Linked DNA regions of Mus musculus: region 2 is linked to region 1. Evidence: chromatin contacts called from public promoter capture Hi-C data. All regions are on one chromosome and are shown on one strand. The core of a region is the stretch at or near the end of the contact, and the rest is flanking DNA. Distances in the headings are between cores, read along the strand shown.

The links. Promoter capture Hi-C pulls out the DNA fragments that hold promoters and counts their contacts.
Region 2: a contact with region 1 is called in a promoter capture Hi-C map of hippocampal neurons, with 2.6 times the contacts expected there. The contact joins the promoter of Anks6 here to the promoter of Polr1e in region 1. A contact is called at or near these places in 1 of 39 promoter capture datasets (hippocampal neurons) and 1 of 115 datasets of contacts at active chromatin or transcription factors (stem cell-derived neural progenitor cells).

Annotation. Positions count from the first base shown.
Region 1 is chr4:45,017,136-45,020,663 of GRCm38.p6, reverse strand. It overlaps Polr1e (polymerase (RNA) I polypeptide E), which reads right to left and starts at 2,055. Exons shown (of 12, transcript NM_022811.3): 1 at 1,872-2,055; 2 at 1,287-1,390. The coding sequence starts at 1,992.
Region 2 is chr4:47,055,163-47,058,846 of GRCm38.p6, reverse strand. Anks6 (ankyrin repeat and sterile alpha motif domain containing 6) reads left to right here and starts at 1,541. Exons shown (of 16, transcript NM_001356426.1): 1 at 1,541-1,898. The coding sequence starts at 1,567.

The DNA of each region.
Region 1 (3,528 bases), core at 806-3,305:
CTCTTTAATGCTGAGGCACCTCTCCAGCCCAGTATGTATGTCATGAAAGAGCGACTTATTTGGGAGGGAGGCAAGGGACCAGCAGGAGGGGGATATGGGGGAGGGCAGTGGGCAGAAGGCAGTGGGAATACAGATGAAAATAGCAGTTCTTGAATAAGCAGCACAACGAACTATACAGTGAGGTCTTGGTCTCCTAGCACTTATAGGTACCTAACTGATCCTATACATAACTGCCTTGTGACCTTTCTGACGTTAGCTCGTCCTATGAGGGCTGGCTTCCCATCGCAGCCAAGCTTTTCTTCTCCCTCGTTCACTAGGGCACCAAACATCTGCTATCAAATCGTCCCTCATTCCCATTCACCCTTCTCAGGAAGGCATTCAGACAAGCTGAGACTTGTTTCCTACAGAGCTCCCTCCCCAGGCCCTAAACACTCCCTTAGACCCCAAGCTAGCTCTACTGTATGCCTGTACTACTTGGTGAATTTGAGTCTCTGGAAAGCAGACCGGTCTTAACCCTGGCATCTACCCGGGAGAGACCAGAGATGCTAGTAAGCATCCTGTGGAGCTGGGTGGTGGTGGCACAGGCCTTTAATCCCAGATCCCTGCACTCAGGAGGCAGAGACAGGTAGATCTCTAAGTTCAAGGCCAACCCGAGCTGTACAAAGAAACCTTTGAAAAAACAAGCAAACAAACAAACAAAAAAACCATCACTCTGGGGTCACATTTGATTCACAAGCATCTGTAACCCCAGTTCTAGGGGATCCAATGCCCACTTCTGGCTTCCACTAGCTACACACACATTGTACATAGACAAAAATGAACAACACCCATACACATAAAATAGGGTTGAAGCTGAGCTCTGAACAGTGACCTCCCTAAGAGGTGCAAATCCCATGAAGATGCTTCCTTAGCCTGCGGCATGAGGACATGGTGAACGTTCAATAAGGTCATGTAGGGGGACAACTTATGAAGCCAGGGGTGGGTGGTGCTGCACACCTTTAATCCCAGCACTACGGAGTCAGAGACAGGTGGTGATTCTCTGAGTTCAAAGCCAGCCAGGTCTATATAGTAATTTCCAGGATAGCCAGGGCTACAGGAAGAAACCCTGTCTGGAAAGATAAAGCCCATATAAGTGAAAAGCCCAAAATCTTGCTCCTCAGTGGGGCCAGAGTCTCATTTGCTACTCCTCCTTTCCTCCCCCCCAGGCCAGGTCTCCCATGTCTGCCCACACCAAGAACCTTTTGAGGTCTGCAGAGCCCAGACCATCTGTACCAGCAAGCACTTACCACGATCCGGTGACTCCTCTGCCTGGGGTTTACTAAGTCGGTGCTGTTGTACAAGGTGAAGCGCATGTCGCCCGGATTCTGCAGCTTCCCATTGGAGAACTGGACTGTAAGAGTGTAAGCCAAGAATAAGAGGCGAGGACCAGCAGGGTATGGATGGGGAGACCTGCACTGTGGCTGGACGCCGGTAGTGAAGGCAAGGGAGCTTAAGTCCGACTTTCGGGGGGCGGGGGGGTATGAAGAAAGCCCTGGTCCAGTTCTAAAGAGGGAGATGGAGGAGGGGAGGGGAAGTGACCTCTGGGCAGGGGTTGTGACAAAAGAGAACGACTGAGGAAATGCCATTAACTGGCAAGAGAGGAAACTCTGCTCCGTAGAGGGGGGAAAAGGGCAAATGAGAGAGCTGTGGAGATGTCAGGTCCCTGGGCACTGCCCTGAGACGAGTCCGAAGTGGTGACGATAGATGAATGCGGAGGGAAAAGGTGATGGTGGCAGGGAACCTGTCCCGGCTGCAGGCAGTGGGCTACCGTGGTACCCAGACAGAAGCGGAAAGGATTACGCGGAACTCCGCTCCGGGTCGGCGGTCTTTACCCAGCACAGCTTTCTGCCTGTCGTCGGGCTCTCCACAGTACAGCCACCTTGCACTCTGTAGCGCCTCTGTCTCCGTGTCTCCAGCCTGGTCATCCATCCCAGGAGACTCCAGAGTAGCCATGAGCTCGCCGGTTCACACGCGGACTCAAAAACCGGAAGTGACATTCTAGGCCCCGCCCAGGGTACACCAGCAGTAAGGCCACGCCCCTCACTGGATCGCGTCCCCGCCCACTCTTTGGTTCTTTCCCTTGAGGATCACACCCTCCCCCTTGCAGGAGGATGCAGTAACTCCCCTTTCGTCTCGGACCTCCAGGAGAGCAGCTTCACTTTTGTGTTGTATTGCTCACCGCAGGCTCTAAGCTGTGGGACCAGTCACACCAAAATCTCCAGAACTGTGAACCAAAATAAAAGAAACCGTTCCTCTTTATGAGCTGTCTTCATTTTGTGTTGTTATTGTCGTTTAAGGCCGGCTATCACCATGTGTGTAATCCTGGTTGGTCTGGAACTCATTCTGTGAAACATAATGGCCTCAAATTCACGGAGATTAGACCACCAGCTTTGTCTCACATATTTTGTTAAGGTAATAGAAAAAAACTGACTAATGTAGGGTTTCTCCCTGAGTAATTTCAATGCAGCCACCCAAATAAGAGAGCTAACAGTGATTCAACCATGTAATCTTGTAGTATTCAATTTCCCCAACGGCCTTGATACTGCCTTTTCAGCTAAAAGAGCCTGTCAGAAACCGTGTTGCAGCCTTACACTTGTAATCCCAGCATTTAAGAGCAGGGCTGCCATGAATTTGAGGCAAGTTCAAGTGAGAACTGTCACACATACACACAAATTATACTTTGCTTCTAGCTGTCACAACTCTTTGGTTGGAAGGTTACACTTTCTTTGACTCTACCCAGTGATTTTCTATTGATTCTTTCCAGAAAGGAAAAAAGAATATAAAAGGACTTAGTTAACTAATTAGTCATCCCCCCTTCTGTCAGAATCTTTTCCATACTCAGTTTATTTGAGGTTAGTAATGAATGGTAGAGCCTATTAGAAACATTTCACTTTTTAAATTATTAATTTATTTGGGTCCCAAGAGGGAATGTATGGTAAAGCAAAACTGCTCATCTGGTGGTCAAGGATGAAAGGAGGAAGAAGGGACTGAGGTCTCTGTTCCTTTTGGGCTCAGGTTGTCTTCAAACTCCACTTGTTCTGTGCCTGAGGGTGACTCCCCATCCTCTTGCCAAGTGCTGAGATTACATACACACACCATCACACCCAGCCAGAAAGAAAGTTTATTTCATTTCTTTCACTTCTGCACCTCCAACTCCTGAAAGGTCCTGTAAAAAAAAAAAGTGGGGGGGGGGGGGACCTCAGCAAATGTTGAGTGAGAGGTCTGGAAAAAGCTCAGTGGATAAAGGCACTTGCTACCAAGTTTGATGGTCTTCCTAGGACCCACCTGGTGGAAGAAGAGAGCTTACTCGGTAGCATACATCTGCATGCACACACAAAATAAATCAATGTAAAATAAAATTTAAAAATGAGCGAATGAAGGAAAGGGTAGGTAATAGAGTAGACCAGGTCATCAATCCTTGGAGCCTAACTAAGTCAGGGAGCGCACCTCAGAAATACTAATGTTCTTGCAACAAGTTAGCATAGGGTT
Region 2 (3,684 bases), core at 292-2,791, 2.0 Mb before region 1:
GAGGTCAATGTCGAATATCTTCCTACACAGCTTTCCACTTTATTTGTTTATTTTAAATTATATTTATTATTGTTGTTGTTGTTATTCTGTTTTGTTTTTGAGAAAAGGACTCACTATATAGCCTTGGCTGGCCCAGAGCTCACTATGCAGACCACGCTGGCCTCAAATTCATAGAGACCTGTCTGCCTCTGCTTCCCAATGCTGTAATTAAAGGCATGCACCACCATAGCTGACATATTTATTTATTGTGTGTGTGCCTGTGCATGCCATACAACAAATGTGGAAGTCAGGGGACACTTTCAATAACTGTCCTCAGACCTAACAGTTACGCTGTTATCATGACACACTGTTGGGACATGTAACAGCCTTGCCTTGTATGTCTGGCTTCTTGCTGGGTTTGGGCGGGCACTACTAACCATCTAGGGAAACCAGTTGTCTCTTCCTATGGAAGTGTCCATGCTGTAAGGACACATATGCTGTGAACTGCGTCTTGCTTTCTGCTTAATTAGCTTCTTTTCCCCAAAATGTCCTCATGGCTTACTCTCTTCCTTAAGGTTTTTGCAAGTGTTATATTTTCAGTAATTCTCTTGTTGGCTCAATTATGAAACAATGCTCCACCTTCTACCCGATTTTGCTTGGATTCATGTTCCGTTTACTGTGTCAACAGCACTCAACTACCATTCAGCAGCCAAGTTTATTACCACAGCATATCTTTATAGCCTGTATGGGTGGGTCAGATCCTAGAAGGCAGAGATGCTATCTTGCAAACGTTCGCGGCACGAAGAGCTGTGCCTGGCACTAACAGGCATCCAATACATACTTGTTGAGTCCGGAAAGAGAGATGAACTTGATGTCAGAAGACCTGAGTCCTAGCCACAGCAGCGCCTGCAGATCTGTGCAGACTATAGCAACATACAACCTTCCCGGTCACTCGTCTACTGTAGATTGGAATAATCATCTGAAACTCTAGGGTGGCTACAAGGACTGCCCTGGGGACCAGTCGGTGGTTCCTACTGTTTGTGTGATATACAGGAGGGCTTGGGACCAGAACAGTTGCTGGTCCCACACTGAGTTTCCGACAGTGGGTCTGGGGTGTGGCTAGAAAAATCTCTATCTGTAACATGTAAGTTACTGCGGTAGTGGTGACCCCCCCCCCCCCCTGTCAAAAACAAGAGATAGATGGGCGGGTAGCTTGACACAGATGAAGAACTCAGCACTGCAGGGCTGCTCCGGCAAACGACGGGGCTGACCCATTCGTCCCGATTCAGCCTGCGACTGTTTAGGGAGCGCTAGTGAAATGCGGGCCGGTCTGGGGTCGGTAGAGATGCGAGATGAGTTCTAAGCTAGGCCCAGAGGTCGGATTCAGTAGGAACGAACAGGAAGACTGAAGAGTGACCGCACAGTCACAGGCCCACCCTCCAAGGCGGGAGGCGGGCCCTGCGCGCGCGTACCCATCAGGCGCGACCCCGGAGGCGCGCGCGCACCCAGGGGGCGGGCCTGCGGACGGCGGGCACGCGCGCGGCCCCGGGGTGGGAGCGGGCGGCGGCGCGGAGCGGGCGGTCAGCGATGGGCGAGGGCGCGCTGGCCCCCGGCCTGCAGCTGCTGCTCCGCGCCTGCGAGCAGGGTGACACCGACACGGCGCGGCGCCTGCTGGAGCCAGGCGCGGACCCGGTCGCGGGGCCCGAGGCGGGAGCGGAGCCGGCAGGGCCCGAGGCGGTCCGGGCAGCGGAGGCCGGGGCGCCGGTGCCGGTGGACTGTTCCGATGAGGCGGGCAACTCGGCGCTGCAGCTGGCGGCGGCCGGTGGCCACGAGCCACTCGTAAGGTTCCTGCTGCGCCGCGGAGCCTCGGTCAACAGCCGCAACCACTACGGCTGGAGCGCGCTCATGCAGGCGGCCAGGTGAGCGGGGACCGGGAAGGAGAGAGTCCGGGACTCGTGAGAGTGCGAATGGCAGACTTGGAGCTTTGCCTTTTGGTCATCTGTATGATGGAAATAAAAGGGCGGTTTCAGAAACACAAGATTAGGGATGTTAGAAACTTTGGCTTCTGAACAGTGTGGAGGCTGCGGAGTGCATCTTCTAGACGTTCATTCATTCCGTTTTGCATCAAGGGTCTCCTAAGAATCTGTCTACTCACCCTGGCTTTGGGGGTTGACCGAATAGATAACTGGGATCCAATTAAGTCCCTATTTTGGGGATATGAGTGGGGTGGGTGGGTAAATAAAGTAGCATTCTTGATCTGGAAGGTCTGACAGTAGTAGCTGACCCAGTTGGAGGAATAGAGGCGATTTTTAGTGGAAATGAGGTGTTAAGACTCGAGGATTTGTAAGAGTTATCCAGGACCGGAAAACGAGGAAGCGAGGGAGAACAAGCACACTGCAGACACATAGTGATGAAAGGTGGTCAGACAACTGGGAGGATGCTGCGACCCAGAGGGGGCTGGAGACAAGCCCACCATTGGAGGAAGAAAGTAGGTGCCAGATTGGGGCTGAACAGAAACCCACAATCTAAGGATGATCAGGAGTGTGGAAGGCACAGGGCACTGTGACCGGAACAGACTTTTGTTTCGGGTAAGTTACATTCAGCACCTGTGAGAATAGGCAGAGAGATGGGCCAGAGTCAGGAAGGCTGGCTAGGAAGACAGCAGCCAAGGAAGAGACAATTAGTGGCCTGGATAAACCTGAAGTTGATCCTCGTGGTTGTGTGACCCTGCGAAGGGGTTGGGAGAGGCAGCAAAATCCATCTCTAGATTTCTGACTCGTATAAATATACTGAGCTGTAAAAAAACAAGAAAAGAGACAATGCTTGTTTTGTTTTTAGATTTGTTTTTATTTTATGTGTATGAGCGCCTGTGTATATGTGCACCACATGTGTGCCTGGTGTCTGAGGGAAGCCAGAAGAGGGCGATGGGTATCCTGGAACTGGAGGTACAGACACAGATGGTAGAAACCAAACCTGGCATCTTTTTGAGAGCAGCAGGTACTCTTAACTGCTGAGCCATCTCTCTAGCCCTAGAGGGAGAGTCCTGAGAGTGAGCATAGCTTTCAGTCACATAGCAGGTTGTACCGGTGGAGAATGCCAGGGCAGCAGAGGTGACCGTAAAACCTTTTTCCTAGGTCCCTTTCCCCTTAGGGGCAGTATCTACTCTTCCTCCAGGTGAGCCTTCTCCTGCCTAGGTACCCCCTCAATGGCTTGTGATATCCCCAGAATGCACCCCCCTCCGTCTTCCTCTCCATCCCCTCACCCTTGTCCGCAGATACCTCTGTAGCTGTCTCCCACCATACTCCTCTGCTCCAGGTATACCTTTGCCCCTGCCCCCTTGAAGAGCTTCCAGATCTTTCTGGAACAAGTGCTTGGCTGTGCCTGTCACCAGCAGCTGCCCTAGACTCAGGATGACACTTCTGTCTGTCCACATCTGTCAGTACATCCGCCCTGGTCTCTTAGGCTCAGGCCTGGATTTCATCCGGGCCTTCTCTGCATTACTTTGTACTTTTTAAAAAAGCTGAGCCGGGCGTGGTGGCGCATGCCTTTAATCCCAGCACTCGGGAGGCAGAGGCAGGCGGATTTCTGAGTTCGAGGCCAGCCTGGTCTGCAAAGTGAGTTCCAGGACAGCCAGGGCTATACAGAGAGACCCTGTCTCGAAAAACCAAAATAAATAAATAAATAAATAAATAAAAAGCTGAAACA